2 separate regions of the Zea mays genome follow, and region 1 is linked to region 2. The links are chromatin contacts, called in public Hi-C maps. All regions are on one chromosome and are shown on one strand. The core of a region is the stretch at or near the end of the contact, and the rest is flanking DNA. Distances in the headings are between cores, read along the strand shown. Region 1 holds the start of LOC103636329 (protein FAR1-RELATED SEQUENCE 5-like). Region 2 holds the start of LOC100383656 (Prefoldin chaperone subunit family protein).

Region 1 (6,684 bases), core at 2,664-5,163, 190 kb before region 2:
ATTTCAGACCAATCTCTCTTCTGAATAATAGTATGAAAATCATTACTAAGCTGCTGGCTAACCGGTTACAGACAGTGATGACTTCCCTTGTCCACAAAAATCAATATGGCTTCATCAAAGGAAGAACCATTCAGGACTGTCTGGCCTGGCCATTCGAATATATTCATCTTTGTCATATTTCAAAAAAAGAGATTATTGTGCTCAAATTAGACTTTGAAAAGGCTTTTGATTCTCTAGAGCATGAGTTCATTCTTCAGGTATTGCTGCACAATGGCTTCGGGCCCAGATGGATAAGCTGGATTAGGGATATTCTTCGGTCTGGCACGTCTTCAGTTCTTCTTAATGGTGTCCCTGGGAAAACCTTTCACTGCAAGCGTGGGGTCAGGCAGGGTGATCCCCTCTCGCCTCTTCTTTTTGTTCTCGCGGCAGATCTACTTCAGAGCATCATAAATAAAGCGCGGCGGCAAGACCTGCTCAAGTTACCATTGCCAGAGAATTGTGGTCAAGATTTTCCGATAGTCCAATACGCGGATGACACACTGCTGATTTTGGAAGCTTGCCCTAGACAGCTATTCTTTTTAAGAGCCGTCCTGAACTCTTTTGCTTTTTCAACGGGGTTGAAGGTGAACTACAACAAATCAAGTATGTACCCCATCAACGTCAATCCTGCTAAAATGGCGATCCTTGCAGGAACTCTTAACTGTCAGATAGGTTCAATGCCCTTTACCTATCTGGGCGTTCCGCTGGGTCTTTCAAAGCCTAAAATCTGCCACTTTTTACCACTCATTCAGAGGATTCAAAAGAGACTATCATGCACTTCTGCCCTTCTCTCCCAGGCTGGCAGGCTTGAGCTTGTTAACTCGGTTTTTTCAGCTCTCCCGACTTTTTTGATGTGTACTCTGAAAATCCCGGTGACCACGGTTAAGAAGATTGATTCTTATCGGAAACACTGTCTCTGGAGGGGGAACGACGTCAACTCAAAGAAACCTGCCCTAGCTGCCTGGAGTATGATTACTCAGACTAAAAAAATGGGGGCCTGGGAGTGGTAAGATTAGAGACTCACAATAAAGCCTTGCTCCTGAAGTTTTTACACAAGTTCTTCAACAATCATGATATTCCCTGGGTTAACTTGGTTTGGAGCAATTATTACAGGACAGCCAGGATGCCTGGTTGCTCAAAAATTGGCTCCTTTTGGTGGAAAAGCTTGCTTACGTTTGTCCAAGATTACAAGGGACTGGCTGCCCCAAAAATCGGGGATGGAAGAACCATTCTTTTCTGGGAAGATATGTGGAATTCGGGCATCCCGGCTAATCAATACCCTGAGTTATTTTCCTTCGCCTGCAATAGCAAACTTTCCATCAAAGAAGTTCTCCAAAAAGATCAACTTATTGAAATTTTCCAGCTACCTCTATCGGTGCAAGCTCATGAACAATTTTTAGACTTACACGCAACCTGGGACCAAATCATGGTAAACAACACAAATGATACTTGGAAACTCATTTGGGGAGCAGACATTTTCTCTACAAAAAAACGTATAAGCATTTGATGGGTCAAGCCCAGGTTCACCAGATCTTCAGATCGCTTTGGAAAAACAAGTGTCAACCAAAGCATAAGGTCTTTTTTGGCTTTGGCTAAAAAACAGACTCAATACAAGAGATATGCTGAGAAGGAAAAATATGAACATTGAGTCCTACACTTGTGAGAACTGTATCTGGCAAAAGGAAGAAACTCTTTACCATCTTTTCCTCAAGTGTAATTTTGCAAAGGCTTGCTAGACTTCTATTGGTTTGACGTCCCCCAGAATTGCTAATCCTGAGGTCGCTGCAGTAAACCTAATGCAACAACTCAATGTTCCATTCTCTATGGAAATTGTCATTCTCATGACCTGGAGCATTTGGAAAACCCGTAATGCATGGCTTTTTCAGAATAAAGCCCCGACTGTGCAGCATTGCAAAAATGAGTTTGCAAGGGAACTTCATCTGGTCATGCTGAGAGCTAAAGGCCGTTTTGATTCGACAATTCCTGCATGGCTTCAGCTTTGGCAGTAGAGCTCGTCTCTTTTCCTTCTCCATTTTGTAGTTTGGTTGTTTTATCCTTTGTAATCTTCTTTTCTGTTTGCTTCTAACTCTGTTGTTTTAAAGTTTTAATAAAATTTTCAGTAGGTGCTCGCCCCTCCTGTCCTATCAAAAAAACACACACGCACGTGAGAAGCTAACAGGAGGGAGTTTTCAGGCCGAACAGACTCACTGCCTTGCCTTTTTTTCCATTGATTTTATAGACCCAAAGTACATGCAAATGCCCAGCCGACCCAGCCAAAAGATTCAGGCATCCAGCCTGCCGCCTTCACCGCGGTGGTAATGGGTAGAACACAGCAACAAATGACAATTAGCGGTAGGTGATACTGTACCAATTATAATGTCAAACAGAGCAATTGTCATCTTCGTGATTCCAATAGTCTGAAGCGTGATGAAGCGAGCGCCAAAATTGCAAAAAAAATCTCCATCCATGGATTATCTCGCGGGATGAACCCGATCGGATCATAGAATTAGGTCTGGAGGGAGTTGTGAGTTGTGACGAACAATATAGAGCCGGCCCATATTGTTTGTTCTCTTTTTTTTGCGTGTGGACTGGCCCACGACAGATATGCCCACATGCGATCTTTTTTAAAAACCAGAACCAGAATAAAAAAACTCGAATACAAAAAATAGAATTAAATATTATCAAAACAAACAAAAAACAAAACGAAAATAAACCGAATCAGATAACTTTATCAGAACACAAAACTCTCTCAAACTAAAGCTTCAAACTTTATCAGATCGTCCTGTTGTCAATGATCAACAATACTTTAGGCCGGCCTTTAAAGAGCTTGCTCCTGATTTAGTCCTGTGTCCCGGTTCTAAGTTGTTCACAAGTCACAACCTAGTGCTTTTACTCAGACATGCATGATTGATATCTCTAATAAATTAAGCCTCTGTCCTCTTAACAAAGTCAAAGATCGTAGCAGCGGTTGTTCCCTGTATGACCGAGCTACTTGTTGCTGGCAGTTGAGCAGAGCTTCCTGGCCGGTTTGTTTTGCCCATGTGTTGTGAACTGTAGAGAAGTCTCTGTGCTTGTTGTTGGTGAAACGAAGGGGCGCTCAAACGTACAGGACACTTAAGAACAGAGATTGGTAGACGGAGGAAGACGAATGAACAGTACCAAGGACACTGCAGTGTTGCGCTCAAACGCTGCACATGCTAATCGGCCGGCTCGCCACACGATCCACGCCTCCAGGTTGCTGCCTGCATGCACGCACACTACGCATGATGAACACACACATGCAAACTAAACAACACGACACACGCACGCCAATGCAATGCCATCTATCAGCGACGCGCACGGAAAACTGCTGCGCTGGTTTATTTCTAACAGTGCTAGCTGCCATGGATCTGTTGGTGTTAAGCAGCTACCTGTGGTCTGAGACTCTGATGAGACCGACCCATCGTGCTCCACTCCACTTTGCCTGAGAGACTACGATGCCAAGTGTTTAACATGCTGTTGCGAGCAGGCAACAGCTTCCATGCATGGCCGGCATTTCTCTGCGTCTCGCTAGCTCTCACTTGTTCGCCAGGAGAGGAGACTGCCGCGACCATGAACTGATGGCCACTGTGCTCGCTTGATTGCCTCCATGTGTGCATCCCGTCCTCGTAGACGACGACTCATTGACTCTCTCTCACACACTGAAAAATATAACAAGAATCCTATGTGAGCCCGGACCGTTGGTAAAATCATCATCTCTGCTTGCCCCCCCCCCCCCCCCCCCCCCCCCCTTGCTCTGGACTCTGGTCTCTGGAGACTGCAGAGCTCCATTGCAATCTGGCAACTTGCAAGCCGTTTCTCAAGGGGCTTTTATTGCCCCACCCGACGACTCCTGTTTCACTGTGATCTTACCTGCAATGTCATGCATGCATGAGATGGAGACCATGGGCCTCGTGGAGATTAGGGATGTAAACGGCCGAAAAAAAACACTTAATATACTGCACCCTAGGCCTGCCCCCCTAGCTAGCTCAACTGCACAACGCATGGCCAATTGGCCATGACCAAGGCCTGTTGCTTTCCACCAAGACTGCTACTAGGGTTGTGTGCAGCAAGGAGTAAAGCAAGGTGGTGGTAAGGAAAAAAATTGCACGCGGCCGTGCCGCACGAGGCCGCCGGTGCGGCCCGGCACCGATTAACGACGCGTGGATATTCAACGGCATCTGCATCTCATGGATAAAGCCTCGGACGTATACGCAGCTCGGCTAAGCCTCGGACGTATACGCGGCTTGGCTTACAGAACGGCTCGCTTTACCATCGTTGCTTCCATACGCTTCCATACAGATACGTATCTTGGCTTCCAAAAAACATGTCCTGCTAATCATATTGAAGCCGCCGCCACCGCCGCCACGCGTGACTGGTGGCCGCCGTCTTCCTCATTTGCCAAGTGACGGTTGCGCCATTACATATCGTAGCTTCCAAAGAACAAGTCCTGCAACGATCATATTGAAGCCGCTGCCGCTGCCACGCATGACCGGTGGCTGCTGTCTTCCTCGTTTGCCAAGTGACGGTTGTGCCATGGATATTTCCTCATCCTCAGGTCCAGCAGCCAACATAGAGGTCGATCAACTCATCTGTCCACTTGATGGAGATCGTGAAGTCGTCGGGTACGAGAACGACGAGATAAATGTAGTTGCCGTGGAACATGGAGATGAAGACGCACAAGGAACTCAGGTATGGTCACCTAGATGTCTCTTTCATCGATTATTTCTCTTTGATGTAGTTTGATCATGCATAAATATGCTTACGTTTTCTTTACCCTGTACAATAGGTCGCTAATAAAATTCAACAAACTTCATTTGTTCCAGAAGTTGGAATGGCTTTTGAATCAGAGAATAGTGCTTATGAGATGTATAACAGTTATGCTGGTAAGATTGGATTTAGTATTAGAAAAGGTACAACAAAACACCGGCCAGATGGTAGTTTATATATGAAACATTTAGTTTGCAGTAATGAAGGATTTGGGAAAAGTGAGTCATCGAAGGGCATAACAAGGACAGGTTGTGGTGCTCGTGTTCAATTCAGTGTTAGTAAAGAATGGATTTGGATAGTGCAAAAGATTATAGTAGATCATAATCATTATCTTGCTAGTCCAAATAAGAAGAAAAATTTAAGATCCCAACGACGTGTCACAGAAGCAGACAGAAAGCTAATTGGACAGATACGAGAAGCTGGGATGAGACCTGCCCAGGTGTATGAGTTCATGAAAGAATTTTATGGAGGAGCTGACAAAGTGCCATACTCGAGGATGGACTGCAACAATGAGATTGGCCGTGAGCGCAAGAAATACTTAGAATCTAATGATGCACAAACACTATGCAACTACTTGAAGAATAAGCAACGTGAGGATCCTACATTTTTCTATGCAATTGATATAGATCAGGAAGATGGACCCAATAAAGGTCGTATAGCTAATTTCTTTTGGGCAGATGGTCAGTCTATCGTGGATTATGGATGCTTTGGTGATGCTGTGTCATTTGACACCACCTTTCAAACTAATAAGTTTGAAATGCCTTTTGCTCCAATCCTTGGTACAACATCCATATATTGCAGGTATATTATGCAAGCATGCCCTGAAAGTCTTCAACATAAATGATGTTTTTGTTTTGCCATCACAATATATACTGAATAGATGGACAAAATATGCAAAACGTGAAATTTCTGATAATAAACAAGGAACAGAGAATTAAAATTTGACAACCCAAGCAGCACGTATCTCACGGAAGGCGACATCTATTGCATTGAAGTGTTCACTATCAAAAGAGCTTCTTGATGATTTGGAGAAAGCCATAGATAAGCTGGACCTGGACGCAGATAATTCTATATGCAAGGTGCAAGAAAAAGCTAATGAGGTTCCTACAGTTTTACTGAGTGCTGTACAGATACAATAACAGGTAAAATATCATTTAGAGCTCCCCCTGTGGTAAAAGGCCCAAAAAATAAACGATCAACCACATCGCTTGAAAAGAGAAAAGGGAAGAAAAAAGTGGTAACAAGAAAGGTATTGATTCTACCAAGCTTCTTGATGATTTTTCCACTATGTAGTGTTCCATTTAATTTCTTATCTGTTATAACTTGTATTCTTGATTACAGGAGATGCTCAAAATAGTACAACTGAAAACAGCCATGAAGCCTCTGATATGTTTGTTCATCCTTCAACTGTGGCAATTCCAACGATCCAGGGTGGTTATGTTAATGCCACAATGCCACACTTTAATATGTATTTGAGTTCTTCAGAAATGGATGCTCAGGGTGTACAAGGAGGATACACAAGTCTTTTACTTGGAGTTGATCAAGGTGCTGCTTCAGTAGTTAAGAAGTTGCAGTTTGATGGATTGCCAAATAACGAGAATATCTGACAATCTAGATTTCAGACCGAAAAGACTACCAACTGGAAGAGAAGGAAAAGAGCATCGGCAGATGCTAGCTCATGTGAGTGTGCACAGGGACACTTGAGTACAATCAGTAGTAGCATACTTGGAAAATTTAAGTTCACGTGTAGAAAATTCTACTAGTAACTTTGTAATAATGGAGTACGAGCTGGCCGGTTCATTCAAAGCTGACAATCCCAGTTCAATGTCATTAAATATTGCAATTGCAGTTCGAAAT
Region 2 (6,452 bases), core at 2,216-4,715:
GGTTGAATTTTTGTATCTCTACAAGGTTGTTTAGAGCATGGAACTACATGGCCAATTCGACATGCCTGATTTGGTTACTTGGTCTGCTTTTTTGGCTACGACATCCTGCTTTACCAGCTTGATTTTAATAAGTAAAATAGTTGTAACGTTTGAACAATAATTTGCCAACCTATTCACCAGTTTGTCTATTACTCAAACCAGTTACCAAATTTGTTTTGCCTTCTATACAGGCTTCGGTCTTAAAGCTTGCCCAGTCCACTACCTTCTCTGTTAATTGGCCCCTGGCACACGAGCAAACCGGCTGCTTTATGCTCTACTGAAATCAATCAGACAATTATCTGAGCTGATGAGGCTACGCACCACCTAATCTCTCTATCCATCCGTTTTGCACCAATAGTAAGTTTACCTTAATTCCAATAGTAAGCTTTTTCTTCTAGCATTTATTTACTTGATCACATGGAATGTATTATGGTCACATGTTTTTGTTTTTTATGATTGGATATTTCACGGGATTACGGTTTAGTTTACCCTATGCCTATATGCAATATGTACACTTCTATGCTTTATCTTTTTTCCTACTAAAGCCACCTGTACACTTCTATATTATTTATGTCATTGTAGCGTTAGCACTGGCACCTTAATATATGATTTAGACATTGTACTCACTTCTTAGACTTTGTTTTTTCTGATATTCGAATTGTAGTATAATTTGATTTGTATCAGGTTAGTTATGTGTTGTTGCCAACGAATTTGTGAGCTATTGAGGTCGATAATTTTTGTGGTATTTGCTTTTATGTAATCGTTGTGCACGAACATTTTATCGAATTGATTGTGTGCCGCTGCAACGCACGGGCACCTAACTATGCATATCTGATTCTGAGTTTTGGTCATTTGAATTGGGTCTTACAATATGAGCTCAATGGTTGGGATAGTTTTGTCCATTTTGTACCTTTCTATATAATATGTTAGTATTACTTAGATTTACAAGGTCTTTTGTCTGTGTTGCTTAAGTATTTCTTATATTCTAATGTCATTGTTTTCGAGCATGTTCTGCCAAATCTTATTCAGTGTGCCCATCACCTTCTTATTATTGCCATACGCCAAATTTATGTCACTGCAGGAGTTATTTGAACTCGCATCAGCAGGTGAAGAGCAAGGAGGAACTGCACCAACTTTATTATTCGATGATGCCTGCGCATTGCCCTTCTCCACCACATTGCCTTCAGCTGATGGTCTGCCAAACCTCAACAACCACTGTAGCTTGTTAATAAATGGCTTTCTTTCATTAGGTACCGTAGTTTTCTCCAAGGGTCTAACTCGATCTACATCTGCTCCAGACTATTTCTTTCGAGACAGTTTTGTCCTCACAATTGGAGCTGGACGATTCTTCAGGCAAGACTTAATCTCTATCATCATCGTCGACACATGAATTTGAAGTAATACTTGTCCTCAGAATCATTGTCATGACAATTCTCATGTTCATTGCCAGCCCTAGCTGTATAAAGCACTAGAGAATTCTTGCCACTACAACAAGCGTCTGTTCTTTCTGCTGAACTCTCATCATTATGCTTCACCGGTGAATTTATATGTGGACTGAACTTTGCCACACTTGGTGGAGTTACTATTAAATTCTCATTGTCTGCTTTAATCTTTAGCTGTGATGACCTTTCAAAACTCAGAACAATCTCCTTGTGAATCGACACGATAGGAAATTTATCTTGTTCAAATTTTCCAATAACTTCACTAGATTGTACTACTTTATGCAAATAAGAGTTTAGAAGACACCGTCTCACTGAATTTTCTGTGTCATTGTTCACACTAACTACCTTAACTGGAGAAGGATTTGACTCTGTCCTAGATAAACCAAGCCTCTGACTCAAAGATTGCTTTAATGATCTCTTATAAGAAAGACTCTTAATATCACTCTCCTTAAGAGCAGTTCCATTATTAGGGCATGTACAGTGGAGAGACACCAAAACGGTTCTCCAAGTACAGGAGACAACTAAGAGACTCTATTGTACAATGGAGTGTCTATAAACGTAGTCTATTAATAAATACAGAATTAAATGTATTTGTATAGCATCAGATCGATAGAACAGACGACAAATTCGTACAGTGGGAAGTGAGACGTCTGTTGTTACTTGGTTTACGAGCCAGAGGCGTCTCTTCACGGAGAGACGGCTCTAAGATTTTTTTACAAATAACCCCCTAAAACACCTTAAGAGCCCCCACATTAAACACCACTGTACATGCCCTTATGTAGGTTTCTCCACTGCTCTTCCCAGTAACTCTTAGCTAATGGATGCAACAGTCCTTGGAGGAGTTGAAGTAGCTAGATTACTATAAACTCTATCATAATCACAACTATTCTTGTAGATTCAATATGAATATTGGACCAATGCATTGGGAGTTGTTGCAAAGGGCAATGTAATAAATGACTTTGCAACTCAAATTGTAGCAATTATGCTACGGCTATATGGTGAGCTGAAATTGTCGCTACTTTTGTTTATGCTAATTAGCGTATCTTTCAAAACCACATGTGTTTATGCTGAATTATTGACAAAGGATTTGGTTTTCACCATGAAGGATGTAGCTCAAATATTGGTTAAGGAGTGTCTCCAAATATTGACATAACTTATACTCCGTCGCAACGATCGGGTATTGTACTATAACAAAATTTATGTATAGCTAGGATTACAAATGGATTATGAAATCTTTTCTCATAACAATATAATACATATTTATACATAAGTTATCGTAGTATTATATATTTCCGTTGTAACGCACGGGCACTCACCTAGTTTTAATATAATAGGAGTAGAATGGAAAGCAGATGTATGAAATTTTTAAGTTTTTTTTTTTACTTTGTTAGCTCATGTGCATCCTGTGTATATCAAATACTCATGTACACCTGATATGTTTCTATCTGATGCATTGTGTGACCGTGCCAGACAGCCGGTGCCGCAGAAAAAACTAAATAAATGAACAAACAAGCCAAAGGGAATGTAAACCATCATGTCTTGGTCGTGAAAACCAAGGTGGGATTCGTGGGAATGAGGGAATACAAGATGCAGGCAGGCGTCCGGGGAGTGCAGGGACAAAGTCCAGGTTCTGTTCGGCTGCGTGTTTGCCTGTACGTGTTGGTAACGGGAGCATGTGACGAGCGAAAGGGACGGGCCGGCACACGGTGATGACGAGGAACAGACAAAGGCTGCGGGTGTCTTGTACGAGACAAATGCAGACCGTCGAACTAACCAAGCAGTGTGGACCTTCCAGCGGCAAATATAGACAGGACTCCTGCACTGCACCATGCGTCCAGCCATCGACACATTATTGGGCCGCAGAATTTCGTTTTATTGGGCTGGGCCGCTGGTGCATACCTTACCGGGGTTGTCTGGTGTCGGACAGGGGTTCCCTTCGTCCAGACGGAGCTCCCAGTCCGCAACCGCCGCCTCCCGTTTATTCTCTCTCAAGCTTCTCTCCCCGCTACCGCTCCGAGTCCCAAGTCCCACCCGGCCAGCCTCCATCGCTAGTACCACTCCTAGTCCCAAGTCCCAGCCTTCCATCGACGGCGAGGGAGGGAGAGGCGACCTCCATCCGGGCTGGTTAGATTCATCGCTTTTCTTGTCGCTGTCCCTCGGCCTTTCCCCCTACTGTGCTCCGAGTCTGGGAGAAGCGACTCGCGCACGCGCTCGGCCAAACCAATTAAGCACAGAGCGGGGCTCTCGGGCGAGAACGCGCTGAGGCAGTGCTGGGTTTGCAGTTCGTGCCGTAGCGTTTTTTTTGTGTGTGTGCCGAAGCGGAGAGGCGATGGCTGCGCCGAGGAAGGGGACGGCGACGCCGCTGGGCACCGTGTTCTCGCCGGAGGAGACGAAGAGGGCCGTGGCGAGGGTGGCCGAGTCCGTCGCTGGGCGCCGCGCCGAGCTCGCCCGCCTCCAGGGTTTCGCCGCCGACAACGCCGCCCTCGTCTCCCTCGTCAACAGGCTCCCCGACGAACTCTCTCACGATATCATGGTCCTTACCTTCTCTCTCAAGTCTGAACTAGCAGCCATTCGTGTCGTGTCTTCTTCCAGAGATAGATTTGGTAGCTCGCCTGCTGTTTCCGATTCCATCATTTGTTAGTTTGCTGGCAGTCTGAAAGCTGAGTTACTCCTTCCTAATTACTGGTACTAGTAACTTGTCTCCTCCAATCGTCCACTTCTAGGCATTTGGTGTACTTTAGCTATACACAGGGACTACTGTCTTCAATGTCTAGATTTACATTCTCAATTGATTTTGGAGCTTGAGGAGATTCCTTTTGTGGTGCTGTAAGGATCCTGTGATTGCAACATAGGGAAATACTGGTCTCTTAGTGCCATCTTGTGTGTTTTAAATATTTCCCAACAATATTTTTTTCTCTCTCAAAAAAGAACTATGGATTGCAGGTTCCCTTTGGTGGCGCCGCCTTTTTCCCAGGGCGTTTAATACACACAAATGAACTCTTGGTATGGTTTCCGCCATGGAACAGTTTTAATTTTCAGTCTCTGTCAGCCCATCAATTTCTTGCTCATGGGGTTGCATTGCGTCTTAGGTGCTTCTGGGTGAGGGGTACTATGCAGAGAGGTCGGCTAAGCAGACGACTAATATATTGCACAGGAGGGGGCAGGAATTGGAAGCTCAAGTCGAAGCAATGAAGGCAACTATCGCTGACCTTGAAGCTGAGGCCAAATTCTTTGAATTCACGGCCACCGAGGCTTCAGTAGGGCTCCTCTCTTATTGGTTCTGTATATACGAGTAATGGTAGACTAGTATTTTACTTGGTGACGCTGTGGTGGTAACCATCATATCAATTTCCTCGATAACCCTTGGTAAGGGGAAAAAATACAATTGGTTAATGAATGACCACATAATTTTATTGACATATGGACACATTAATTGCATTTATTGTGTCTCAGTATGCACACAAATTTAGCACCATAACCTCAGTTTAGATTATTGTGAGTGCTCATCAGTTTTTGCTCATGTGCTAAATCGCACTGCTGCCAAATACTATACTGCTTACCGATACTTAAGACAAGCAATGATCTCATCTGACTATAAGCAGTGTGTTAGGGTATAGCAATATATAGCCTTGTAGACTTTATACTTATAACTGAGGTAGCTCTATTGTTTATAAGTTCACTTCATTTTGTCTTAGCAGAAGTCACTAGTATTTCCATCTTGGTATTTCACCCAAACGTATTTGTGTGCTCACTTGCATTTAACTGGATGCTTAACTATGTTGATGTGGGCAGGAGGGTCTTGTTGAAATCAGGGAAGAGTATGATGAGGACTTAGAGACGAATTCATCAAGATCAGGTAACCATCTGGATTTTCCTTTTAATTGTCTAATGTCAGTAAAGGCTTGTTGTTGTTGTTGTCGCTTATGGCTATAAACTAATATGTTCTTATCTTGTCTTCATGATTTGTTTTCCATTCTTATGAGTTTATATTTTTTTCCTGCAGTATGTCTATCCTTACTTTCTTTTAAATCCTTTTTGAATTGTAGAATATACTTGTTTGGTAATGCTGGTTTTGCCAAGTTTAACTGCTTTTGCAGCAAGCTGATCTGTCCCTGTTTCGTCCATCCATCTATTTTTTTCTATATATGTTTACTTGTTGCTCTGGTGATATCTTCTTCTCGGTGGTATAAAACTGGCAGTGAACCTTTGGTGCTTACATGTGTAGCAACTAACTTGAATCTTCTACTTTGACATGACTTCTATTTTCTACCTGTCTACTTCAGAGGCTTCAGTTGCTACTGTGGTTATGTCCGATAAAGACAGGGAACATGCTCGAATCATGGCAAGGTTAGATGAACTTGAAAGGGAAGAAAAGGATGCTGGAAGTGCCTGTGAAGATGATAATGATGGCGACGATGATGATGGAGATGCTGGAACAAGTGATGATGGCGAGGAAAATAAGGAATCTGGAAATGCTTTAAGTGATGTCAATGAAGACTACAGTTCTGGTTTTGGCGCTTCATTTTCTGGAAGTGGCGGCAATGATAGGAGTCATGGGAATATTAAGGTACTTGTTTCTCAAGCTAATTTGAGCTAAGATAGTTTGGTTCATCTGCTGGAATTATTTATTTTAATCCTCTCACTAATATTTGAAGAGTGCACTGAAGAAGCCTGGAGGAGATGAAATGCTGATAGGCATTTCTCATAAGCCATCATCCCATACATCTCATCTAGCATTTCCTGGCCAAACCTCTGTATGTTGTTTATTCTTGTTTGTCTACCGTCTGCATTGTCTCTGAATGAACTGAACACAATATTTGCGTAAATTCCTTTCGGTCATAACATTGTATTTCTTCTTATCGCAGGCAACAAATTCTGATGTCCGAGTTCACACTAAAGGTTAGTTCAGCAGATGTTTGGAGACAACTTACATGTAGCATGGTAGAATTGACATCTTTGTGTATTGTTGCT

What was found. Hi-C and Micro-C count contacts between places; a contact is called where the count stands out from the background.
Region 1: a Hi-C map of ear shows a contact between it and region 2, with 2.3 times the contacts expected there. The contact joins the promoter of LOC103636329 here to the promoter of LOC100383656 in region 2. A contact is called at or near these places in 3 of 25 Hi-C or Micro-C datasets (bundle sheath, ear and tassel).

What each region holds. Positions count from the first base shown.
Region 1 is chr8:166,427,969-166,434,652 of Zm-B73-REFERENCE-NAM-5.0, reverse strand. LOC103636329 (protein FAR1-RELATED SEQUENCE 5-like) reads left to right here and starts at 3,913. Exons shown (of 3, transcript XM_008658683.2): 1 at 3,913-4,749; 2 at 4,847-6,076; 3 at 6,169-6,675. The coding sequence starts at 4,546. The coding sequence ends at 5,671.
Region 2 is chr8:166,234,052-166,240,503 of Zm-B73-REFERENCE-NAM-5.0, reverse strand. LOC100383656 (Prefoldin chaperone subunit family protein) reads left to right here and starts at 3,465. Exons shown (of 11, transcript NM_001176300.1): 1 at 3,465-4,014; 2 at 4,425-4,484; 3 at 4,571-4,738; 4 at 5,274-5,337; 5 at 5,765-6,048; 6 at 6,137-6,235; 7 at 6,347-6,380. The coding sequence starts at 3,811. LOC103636324 (a long non-coding RNA gene) reads left to right here. Exons shown (of 6, transcript XR_557940.3): 3 at 231-396; 4 at 1,121-1,232; 5 at 1,338-2,479; 6 at 2,587-2,714.